3 separate regions of the Mus musculus genome follow, and regions 1 and 3 are each linked to region 2. Evidence: chromatin contacts called from public promoter capture Hi-C data. All regions are on one chromosome and are shown on one strand. The core of a region is the stretch at or near the end of the contact, and the rest is flanking DNA. Distances in the headings are between cores, read along the strand shown. Region 1 holds the start of Mgat1 (mannoside acetylglucosaminyltransferase 1). Region 2 holds the start of Mat2b (methionine adenosyltransferase II, beta). Region 3 holds the start of Spdl1 (spindle apparatus coiled-coil protein 1).

Region 1 (3,585 bases), core at 138-2,637, 8.6 Mb after region 2:
GACAACTTTGTTTTACTTCCTCACCTGCCCACAAGGGCCCTTAAGGTACTCCCACTTTCTGCATAATTCCTGGTGTCTGGTACGAACAAGTTAGTGAGTAACACTCAGTAAGCACAGACCTAAAAGTCCCGGTTACCTTGGGGACTCTGGAACAGTAGTGATGAAGTCTGTAGGTAGGAGGGTCTGTCTGAGGTTGAGTATATCTAGTAATCAACTGGCAGTGCCTCTGCTCCCCTCATGGGTGAAAGATCCAAGGGTGGTTGGAGCCAAGGCTTATGCAGAGGGCCAGGCACAGCAGGATGTGGGAGCCAGTGGGGGCTGTGGTACCATGGTGAGTGGACAGTAGGGATTCCCAGACATCTCTGATTCCAAAATGGTCCTGTCAGTGAGATGTGGCTTACTGTGAGTTGCTAATAATGCACGGCTCAGATCTCAGAAATAGTTTGTGCTCCGGGGCCACTGCTGACATCTAAATCAGACCCTGAAACTCCTGGTTGTCATCTTTCCTCCCCCACTCAGGCTGCTTGAGGCTCTGATTGAGGTACTTACCAAGTACTCTGTTCAGTTGGGTCCTGATGAGTCTCCCTGCCCCTCCCATGTTTCTTTTGCTTTAAAAAAATACCAAGGAATACAGATCCAGGGGTTTCCTTCCCCCTCCCATTCATTTTTAGGGTTACTCCAAAAGCCTGTGATTGATTCTTTCCTTCCTCAGGACTTAGGTTCAGTGTACAGGCCTGACTTTGGTTTCCCCGCCCATAAAGGGGCACACACACACACACACACACACACACACACACACACACAAGACAGAACTGAAACGGCGGCAGGCTGGCTCTTACCCACCTTGGGCAGCAGGTGTTTCCTCCCTATCTTCCCTTTTGAAACCGAATACTTGTTGCTTGCACACCCTCACCCCTCTCTTGCTGTTTTTTTTTTTCAACTAATAGTCTGCAACTTCCCTCGCATAGAGGAATGGTTCCCAGGTTCTTAGAATTGAGGTTGGTGAACGCTCTTCTTGCTGAGGAAACGCTTCTAACACCACCAAGTGCTGCACCCCTCAAAGTCGGTGAATCTCTAGATTCACTGGGCTGGACAAGGGACACTCTTGGGAAAAGTCTTTACTGGACAAGGCTCAGGGTGTGAGTGGGGTTGGCATCTACACAGGAGCTGCAACTGAGAGGGAAAGGGCCTCAAACAAACATCTCTGCTACCACTGCCTTTCGAAGTTGGGGGACTTGGGAAGACCCGTTGTTTAGATCTTGACCGGTGATCAGGAAGTCAGCAGTAGAGGAAGGCCCTGGAAGGAGGGGCCAGCGCGGACTCGCCCGTGGCAGGGCGGGGACCAACAGAGGGGCCTAGGGGCTGGGGAGCGCCGCCCCGCCCTCCCGGGGAAGGACCACATTGCCGGCTAGCAGGAAGGCCAACCAGACCGGACGAGGCCGCTCCAGCGCTGGGTGTTGCCGGTCCGGGGCGAGCCTGGTTCCAGGCGGGGTGAGTTGAGAGGATCCGGTGAGCTGGGCCGGGGGACGCCAGCGTCCTCAGTCCTGGGGCTTGTCCCAGGAGGACAAGGACCCCGGAGGAGAGAGGCCGCGCAGCCAGGGGAGTCGGGTCTGAGTCCCGAGTGTGCTCCAAAGCCAGGGCGGTGAGAGTGGCGGGCCCGCCCGGGGCCGCGCAGCGCGCAGTCTCCCCCACGCGGGGAAGTGGGAACTTAACGCACAGCTACAGGATTCCTGGCCTTCAGCTGCTAGAGGGAGGGTGGCTTCTCCAGGAGGAGCTGTTGTGAAACTCGGCAGGAGGGCACCTTGGGTGCGGGGCAGGGCAGGGCAGGGCAGGGGAGAGATGGGGTCGCCCTGAAGAAGTGGGAGACTGGAGTGGAAAGTGGACTTTATGCAAGCCTCACCCCAGCGTCCAGGCTTCATAAGTTACTAGGGCTGGCTTTTGCTCAGCCACAAGGAAAATTTGACTCAATGTTGAAATATGTGATTTGGCAAGAAAACTTTTTTTCCTAGCCTCCTTTCTAGTATGTTTGGAACAGGGGGCTCCCAAGAGGTGCAGAGCCCCCCCATTGTTCAAAATGTGGTTCAGAGGGACTGTGGCCCACCCATTCGAGTCTCCATGGAAGAGTGGCCTTCTGGTGAAGCTTCTTTTTCTTTAACCTTGGCTACTGTAAGGCTCTCGTGCTTGAGAATATTGCTGGCCAGCTTGATTGCCTGTCATTAGTACTATTTAGACTAGAGCGTCCTTGATTCTGGGGTCTTCCCGTTTCCAGTCACTAGTCCTTGACTTTTTAGCATGGAGATCACCAGTAATGGCAACATTACATCCCACTTCTGTTTCTCAGAAGGCTGTATTACAGTGTGTTCAAACTCCATGTCATTGCAACAGGTTAAACTCACTTTCTGCTTCGGACGTCAAGGTATTGCCATTCTAATCCAGACATCAAGGGCGGTGGAGAAGACAAAAGTCGGTTGTCTGTTTACAGAAGAGGAACTGAGGCAGTGGTTCTTCAGGTAACGGCTTCAGGGCTGTCTGTCTGGTGCCAGGCTATAGCAGCATTGTGTTTCCCTTTGACCTGTTCCCAGGTGAATAGCCTGTATCCCTCCTAGGTCTTACCCTCTATACTCTTGAATTATTTAGCATATCTACTCGGACTTCTTTTCAGTTCTTCTTCCCCTCTGAAATTATGGAGCCTGGTACATCATACAGAGTCTAACAAGAAAGTAATTCACTTAGAGAGCCGTTATCTGTGATGGACACTATGTGCTCTGTACTTGTTTAAGCTGTGCTTGCTATCATACTGGCAAAGCAGAAACAGGAGGGACAGTTCATCAACGGTTCTTCCATTTCGAGACTTAGTTGTAAGGCTAGAGTAATGGTTGCTCTACTGCTCCTGGCTGGAAGTTGACTATTTGCTGTTTGCTTGTTGCCTAAGAAACAGCCTCTGACAGAGAGGGGCAAGCATGGAATCCAGAGTGTTAGAAGCTAGATGTGCTAGTGCACGCTTGTAATATCAGAACTCTGCAGGCTGAGGCAGGAGGAGCATCAGGTGTAGTAGGCAAGCTTGCACTATGTGCACCGTCTTAGAAAGGAGCCTGCTCTTATGCGCTCCTTCAGATTAGAATGTGAGAAGGCCCCAGAGGGACTGGCAAGACTTGCCAGAGCCACCTGGCAGCTGGCAGAACCTTCAGTATGCCGAGACTCAGGTCTCACCCCACCATGGTGCAAATGTTGTTGTGCGTGGTGGTGTGGGTTCACCTGCTAGTTTCCTCAAAGGAGTCCTAAAAACACTGGAACCATGAAAGCAAGTTTTAAACTGAGTGTGCATATTACAGGCAAATCTCATAACTGATATATTAAAAACTCAGTTCAGGGTTGATGGATATTTTATTTTGTTATTTGTTTGCTTGCTCTTGTTGTATGTTATGTTTTGTTTTGGTGTATGTATGTATGTATGTATGTATGTATATATGTATGTATTTGAGACAGGGTTTTTCTATGTAACCTTGGCTGTCCTGGAGTTTGCTCTGTAGACCAGGCTGGCCTTAAACTCAACAGAGATCTGCCTGCCTCTGTCTCTGGAGTATG
Region 2 (3,667 bases), core at 334-2,833:
CAATCACATCTCCTCACCACTACAAACTTCCTGAGTACTGAGATTACAGACATGAGTTAGCACACTCAGTTTACCACTCTCTACTTTTCTTTTACTGAACTGGGGAAATGCATTAAGCCTACACGAATACATGCTCATACGCACACACCTTTGGTCACATGCCGTCACCAGTCTGGAACTGCAAATACATTCGAACTTTGGCTAAGGCCCAGCCATTTGGAGATAATATTGAATGTGCATCACGCAAATGTAAAAATTTCCCATTATCAACTGGTTGTGGTGGCTCAGATCTTCAATCCCAGCACTCCTCGAGGCAGAAGCATCTGAGTCCAAGGCCAGCCTGGACAACACATACTGAGTTCTAGTTTGGGTTTCTATTGCTGTGTGAAAACATCAAAGCATTGTTTGGCAGGAGGTACTTAGCTTACCATTTCCACATCACTGTTCGCCCCTGAAGGAAGTTAGGACAAGACCCTGGAGGCAGGAGCTCACACAGGCCTTGTGAAAACTGCTTAATTCCTCAGCCAGCTTTCCTAAACAACTCAGGACTATAACAGCCCAGGGGCTCCGTCCTCCCAAGTCAATCGCCAATTAAGAAAAGGCGCTACAGGTTCACCTAATAATAGCCTAATCTTATGGCGGTATACTCTTAACAAGAATCCCTCATCTCAATAGGGACTCCCTTATCTCTAGTAACTCTAGCAAGCACAGGACCCTCCCCCAAATTAAAAGTTTGCATTAAAAAAAAAAAAAAAACTGGCCACATCCTAGGCGTTTTTATATCAGCAAGACACATTAGTTCATCGACTGTGCTGGATACATTCTGTAGGTCAGTAAGTACTTAACGGGCTTGAAACACGGGACCGTGGACCAGACTTGGAAACATGCTGGGGGAAGTTTACCAGACATGCAATTTCTTTCAGCAGTCTTCCACCACGCAAAATACAGCGGTTCAGAAAACGTAGAAGCTAAAAGCCCAACACTGGAATTCCTGCTCAAACCTTCCTGAATAAACTCGAGGCGGTGCCCGTCTGCCTACCAGGGAGCCTGAGCGTTCACAGCACCGCACAGTCGGAAATCCTGACAGCCTTAAAAGTGCCTCAAGGAACCCGCCCCGTGCAAACTATGAATTCACCAAGTTGACCCCGCCGACACCGCCATTTATGGAAAGTCACTCTCCCCCTGTCCTTAAAGATCCAGGAACACAAAACAAAGATGATGACTACTGAAACGGGAGCCAGCCCGCGGGAGGCGGCGGGAGGCACCGGGAGTCTCCACCTCCGCGCTCCCCGGGCTGCAGCGGGCGTGAGCGCAGCCCTACAGGGAGAGAGGTAAACAAACTCAAAGGCGCCACCCCGGCTCCATGCCCCGAAGCTCACCTCCACCAGCTGGCAGCAGCCGGGGACGAAGTGGATGGAGAGCTCCTTCTCCCGGCCCACCATGCCCGCAGTCTTTGCGCCGCTTCAGTCGCGACCGCAAGCTCCACTAGCGCAGCACTGCCAGGGGCCGCAGCGCCCGCGCCCTTGGCCCTCCTCCCCTAGGCCCAGGCCGACCCCGGCTGCCGCTTCCGGCTTCCGCCGCCCTGGCCGCGCCTGTTGATTGGCCGCCTCTCGCCACGCGTTCAAAAAGGGGCGGAACCTCAAGGGACGCTGTCAGCCCATGTGCCAGTTCTTAAGGAGATAGAGCGTTAGAACGCAGGCACTGGTGCCAAGCGATGGATGCAGGCTTCCTTGGGTTTAAGAGTGTTGGCTTTTTTGTTTGTTTTTTTAAAATCTCTCCTACTTATTCCTTCTTAGTGAAGGGTAAGGAATCGATTCGCCTAGGTTTGCAGACTGCGAAATGCCTAGGAGTCAACCAAGCATGTATTATAGAAAATAGACTAAAACATCTGTAAAGTTAGGAGGCAAGAAGGTAAGGGTTGTCCCGTGAACACAGAGCTAAGGCTGGACTGAGTTGGTTTTAGGCAGTCCGAACCTCAGGCTGGCCTTGGGCTCAGAGAAAGACCTGCAATTTCTGATCCTCTCTAGTTTCCTTGTCCAAAGGCATCAAAGGGTTACAGGAGTGAACAACCAACCTAGGCAAGGTGCGGTTCGTCCTTTAAGGCAAGAAGAAAGAATAAAAATAGGACTGTGCTCAGAGTCATTAACATCCCTGAAAGCTATGTTTTTCTGGAATGCTAAAAAAAAAATGCTGTGAAGTTTGAAAACTGTTTATTTTTAGCTAATTAAAAATAAAAAGGTGTGGGAGAGAATGTTACTTTCTAAAAGGCAGGTTCTTCGTATTTCCCCCCCCGCAGAACCACAGGAGAAACTCAACTGTGCTAACAAGCCCAGTCAACTTTTAAGTAGATTTAACAGGCGTCCTGGCTGCCCTTTGGAGGCTTCACTTAGGGGACGACGACGCCCGGGGCTGCTGGAGCCAAGCCAAGGAGGAGCTGCTAAGACTTAAAATGAGGGAGCCAAGGAAGGGCGGAATGCCAGGCGCTCCTTCCAGCCCTGTGTGGTTGTTCAAAAGTTAATCAGAAACAACAGCTCGCAGGGTCTGACTCAGCTCTCAACTGTAACCTGCAGGTTACAAGCTCCGAAGCACAGCAACAGGCAAGCCAGTGAAATTTACCCTGAAAAAAAGCCCGGGCACACTTTTTCTCCGCCCACTCTCTACCCAACAATCTATTCCCATCCAGACACCCACGATAAGGGATTTCAAAACTCGCCCCAAAACGTGACCACTGCCTGAATTACCCCCAAAGGCCTCATTTTCAGAATCCTTTTGGTTTATTTTTAGACTAAGGATTAAGCTGCCCCTTGGGAAAAGTTTTCCTCAGTCAGGTGATAGTTTTTCTCCCACCCCCCCACCCCACCCCCCCCCACTAAAGAATTTATTCCCTCACTCTTTGGAAGAGCAAACAAAGGCAGCCTAAGGCTCCCTACTTTTCGAATTTTTTTTTTATAATCCGGGTCTTATGGTTATTAAAAGGGCTAGCTATCCCAACACTAAATTATAATAATAATTAGAAGTCCGAGGGAGGGACAAATCCAAGATCCCTCATCCTAATTAAAAGTGAGAATATTTCAAGTTTCTGGTTGATGTGTGTGTAGTTTGCTTCCTAGAGGGGATCATAAAATGTACTCAATAGGAAGACTCAAAATTTTCCACAATTAGTGTGATTCTCAGAGCAACCTTGTGAAGAGAGTGAGAAAATGTTTGCTTGCCTATATATAAGAGTACGGTTTGACACAAGTCAGGCAAAAGTTGGGTATAGCTTATTTAATAAGAAAAGGCTCTGTTTACAGCCAATGTCTGACTTCCGATGGGGGTTGGGGAGTCACGTCTCAAAGAGTGCAAACTGGAACTGAAAGTCCCATTAGCAGATTCAAGCTCCACAAGACAAAAGACAAAAGACAAAAAACCTGGGCATGCACCACGGGTTAAATCTTGCACTACACAGAGCCTTCACTACAGTTGCACTCAATGTGGAGAATGAAATTATCGTTCTGCTTCACGTCTTATTTATTAAACTGGGCTTGATTTCCTGGGTCAGAAACCCTAGATAGTTTATTCTGTGTACCAAGCTTACGTTTCTTAAGGAAATAAATGGTACCGGCTAGCATTTTATTTACACCCTTTCTGCTCGTAGCAGCGGTTTGGAATCGATTTTAGCGCATCG
Region 3 (3,507 bases), core at 55-2,554, 5.9 Mb before region 2:
GGATTTTAAACTTTTTTTTGGGGGGTGGGGGTAGTTACATTTTCACAAATAAGTACAAGTGAAAACATTTAACCCAAACATCCAAAATGTTACCACTGCAATCTGTAATCATTGAATAGATAAATAAACAAACCCAAGCAAAACTTTCAAGCCCAAAGTTCTCCTGCCTATAGGAGGCTCAGGGATAAAGATGGAGCAGAACCACTGAATGGCACAACTTGAAACCCATCCCATGAGAGAGAGCCAACCCCTGACACTATTAACGACCCCGTGCTATGTTTGCAGCCCTAACATAACTGTGTCTTGAGAGGCTTAACCCAGCAGCAGATGGAAGCAGAAGCAAAGGCCCATCAGGCATCAGGCAGGGCTCTGGGAGTCTCGTGAGGAAGAGTAGGGGATAGAATTGAGCAAGCTGAAGGGGTCAAGGCCACCACAGGAAGACATGCAAGTCAATCAACCTGGACCCATGGGGGCTCACTGAGGCTGAACCACCAACTAAGGAGGATGCAGGGGCTGGACCTAGGCCCCCTACGTATGTGTAGCAGATATGCAGCTTGGTCTTCCTGCAGGTCCCCTAACAATTGAAGCAGGGCTGTCTCTGACTCTGCTGCCTGCCATTGTACCCCTTACCCTACCTGGACCGCCTGGTTGGAACATGCTTATTTAACTCCGCTGGGATTTGATGTCCCAGGATGAGGTGGTACTGGGGGGGGGGGGGGACACGACTCCCCTTCTCTGAGAAAAGAGGGAGGGGTAGTAGTGGGGATAGGGATTGGGGGGCGGGACTGGGAGGAAAGTGGGGAGGGGGCTGCGATTGGGATATAATGTGAATAAAAGAAAAACAACAAAAAAAGTAAATAAGTAAAACATAAGCGAATGAGATGTTACAATGAGACTCCGTCCTGTGTGTCTGCTACATAATTGTAAGTTAATTCAGACTGCACCACTGGCTAAGGGTACTGGAGAATTCAAGACTCGGAGGTCCCAGACCACCCAGCACCGTATTTATCCTTCTGCAGTCAAACCCGCAGCGAAGCGGTCCGACCGAAGACTACACCGACCCGGAAGGCGGCTCCAGAGAACTCAGGTTCCTGAGAACAGGCGTTCCTCCCACCTCCTCCCGGTTCACCCTTCCCGACGCTCGCCCTTACCTCTCTCCTCACGCTTCCTGGCTGCTGCAACCGGAGGCCTGTCCGGAGAGCACTGGACTCCCAGATTCGTGACACTAACTCCACCTCAGCACAGAAATAACTCCCTCTTCACTCGGCAGCAGCACTGCTAAGTAAGCGCCGGGGATTTTTGAATACGGTTCCCGCGAGAACTCACGTTTCTCACGAGATGTCTTGTCCAATCCGCGCCTCCGGGGCAAACGAGTGGGGCGCCTTGCAGAGACTGCGCATGTGCATGCTCCGCGACTTGGGCTTTTGGGCGTTCCTGCTGCTTCGTTTTCTTAGAAGTGTCTGCTTTTAGTGAAGTGTGTTTCTCTGGTTTATTTATTTGTTGTCGTCTTTACCAACGCCAGTGTCGCCGGGTCGGAAGGTATTGTCAGCCCCTCGCTGGCCCGCCTGCAGTCGCCTTTAGGAGCTAAGGCGTTGAGTCTCACCAGGGCCAGCACAGTGCCACCTTCCACTGGGCTCGCCCCAGTTAGGACTGCGAACCACCCTGCCAGCCCTTGCACTTTGCGCAGAGGAAATTAAAGTCTCCTCCAAAGAAAACCTAAGTAATTCAAAATCACCGCAATAGGACTGCTATTGAGACGAACCCAGCTGGTTTTGCAGTACAGCTCGAGGGCATGCGTGTCTAAATAGAAATTCCTTGTAAACTTGCTTATTCTTTACACTTTTAAGCAATGGGAAATCTGGAGAGCTCTAGTAACTGGCACCTGGCATCATATCTTTTTTATCTATGGGCTTGGCTCTATGTCTTTTATCGTGGTTTACTGTGTTGAATCTTTGCCCTCTGTAGATGAAGGTGCCGAAGTGACACATTCCAAAAGTGAATCGGAAACTCCAGTCAGTAACATTCCCGTTTTGTTTTTCTTTATATAACAAAACGTCTGAGAAGGTTTTCACTATTCAGTTTCATCATCATCGTTATTATTTAGCTTTTTGAGACAGGGTCTCTATGTAGCCCTGACTGTCTTGGAACTCTCCCTGCAGACCGGACAAGCGATGAACTCACAGAGATCCTCCAGCCTCTGCCTCGGGAGTGCTGGGATTAGTTTGTTATATTGTACAGTAAATTGTCTCTTGACAAGATCACCAGCGTTTCTTTTTGTTTTTGTTTGTTTTATCATGAGGCCAATCCTGCACTGTACCCCAGTGATTTTTTACCTTCAGTGTCCAGTAGTCAGTGTTTATTTTTCCCCTTTCCTGCATTGCCTCCATTGAGTTTTAATATCTTGATGCTCCACACCCTTTGACTTTCTCACTTCATTTTCATTTGTAGACCGTTATTTCTGATGGAGCTAGACCAGACTTTAAAGGACTGAACTGTTTTAAGATAAACAACAATGATCCATCAAGCAGATATAATCACCACTGAGTTCTTCATTAAATGAAGCAAATTCCATTTCTTCTATCATTCTCAGATTCTTCAACTCAGGAGTCAGGAAGATAACCTCTATCGTTGGCCAGTCATGACTAGTTAATACCTGTAACTAAAATCTTTATGAATTCCTTGTTTTGTTCTTTGATTCAGAGAGAACATATTAAATCACATACTATCTCTCAGGTGCAGTGACATAGACCTTGGAAGGATGTGTGATTAAACGTACTATCAGGGAGTTGCTCACAACACAGTATATTATTTACATATATTTAATATTCTTGAGGCCTGTGCCCCCCAACATAGCTGTAGCCATTTTGTTCCATGCCTGCCAGCTCTTTCATACTGTTGCTGTGATATGCCTGCCACTCATTGGCACAGAAAAATAACTTGACTCAGAGCAAGGTCATGTTGATAACATATCTTGTTATGTTCTGTATGACAATTGTTAATCTTAAGAAATTCCACAAAGCTATAGGACCCATCAGATTAAATCAGTATGAACTGTTATGTCCAAAATAGCTTGAGTCAGAGCTGACCACTGAACAGCACTTCCAGCACCTGCACACGAGCTCATTGTGGCATTTTCCTTTATAAGCACACCCTGAGAAATGTTCGGAGTTGTAGCCTCGGCCGCCAGATTCTGAACTATGGCCCTGATCGATCAAGCTTAGGGTGTGTGTTCAGTAAACCATCCCTGTCTGACTGAGCTTGGTGTTTGTGTGGTTTGTGGGCGACTCCTGAACCCCAACAAATATATATTTAAAATCATGGCTGTAGAAATTATCACACACACAAATATACTCACATATATATTAAAAATTCATGGGCTGGCGAGATGGCTCAGTGGGTAAGCTTTGGACTGCTCTTCCAAAAGGACCTGAGTTCAAATCCCAGAAACCACATGGTGGCTCACAACCACCCATAATGAAGTCTGATGCCCTCTTCTGGTGCATTTGA

What was found. Promoter capture Hi-C pulls out the DNA fragments that hold promoters and counts their contacts.
Region 1: a promoter capture Hi-C map of pre-B cells shows a contact between it and region 2. The contact joins the promoter of Mgat1 here to the promoter of Mat2b in region 2. A contact is called at or near these places in 3 of 39 promoter capture datasets (cranial neural crest, liver and pre-B cells) and 2 of 484 Hi-C or Micro-C datasets (adipose-derived mesenchymal stem cells and uterus).
Region 3: a contact with region 2 is called in a promoter capture Hi-C map of pre-B cells. The contact joins the promoter of Spdl1 here to the promoter of Mat2b in region 2. A contact is called at or near these places in 1 of 39 promoter capture datasets (pre-B cells) and 1 of 484 Hi-C or Micro-C datasets (large pre-B cells).

Annotation. Positions count from the first base shown.
Region 1 is chr11:49,249,165-49,252,749 of GRCm38.p6, forward strand. It overlaps Mgat1 (mannoside acetylglucosaminyltransferase 1), which reads left to right and starts at 1,388. Exons shown (of 3, transcript NM_001110150.1): 1 at 1,388-1,491; 2 at 2,386-2,510.
Region 2 is chr11:40,691,099-40,694,765 of GRCm38.p6, forward strand. Mat2b (methionine adenosyltransferase II, beta) reads right to left here and starts at 1,584. Exons shown (of 7, transcript NM_134017.2): 1 at 1,380-1,584. The coding sequence starts at 1,442.
Region 3 is chr11:34,832,337-34,835,843 of GRCm38.p6, forward strand. It overlaps Spdl1 (spindle apparatus coiled-coil protein 1), which reads right to left and starts at 1,305. Exons shown (of 12, transcript NM_027411.2): 1 at 1,152-1,305.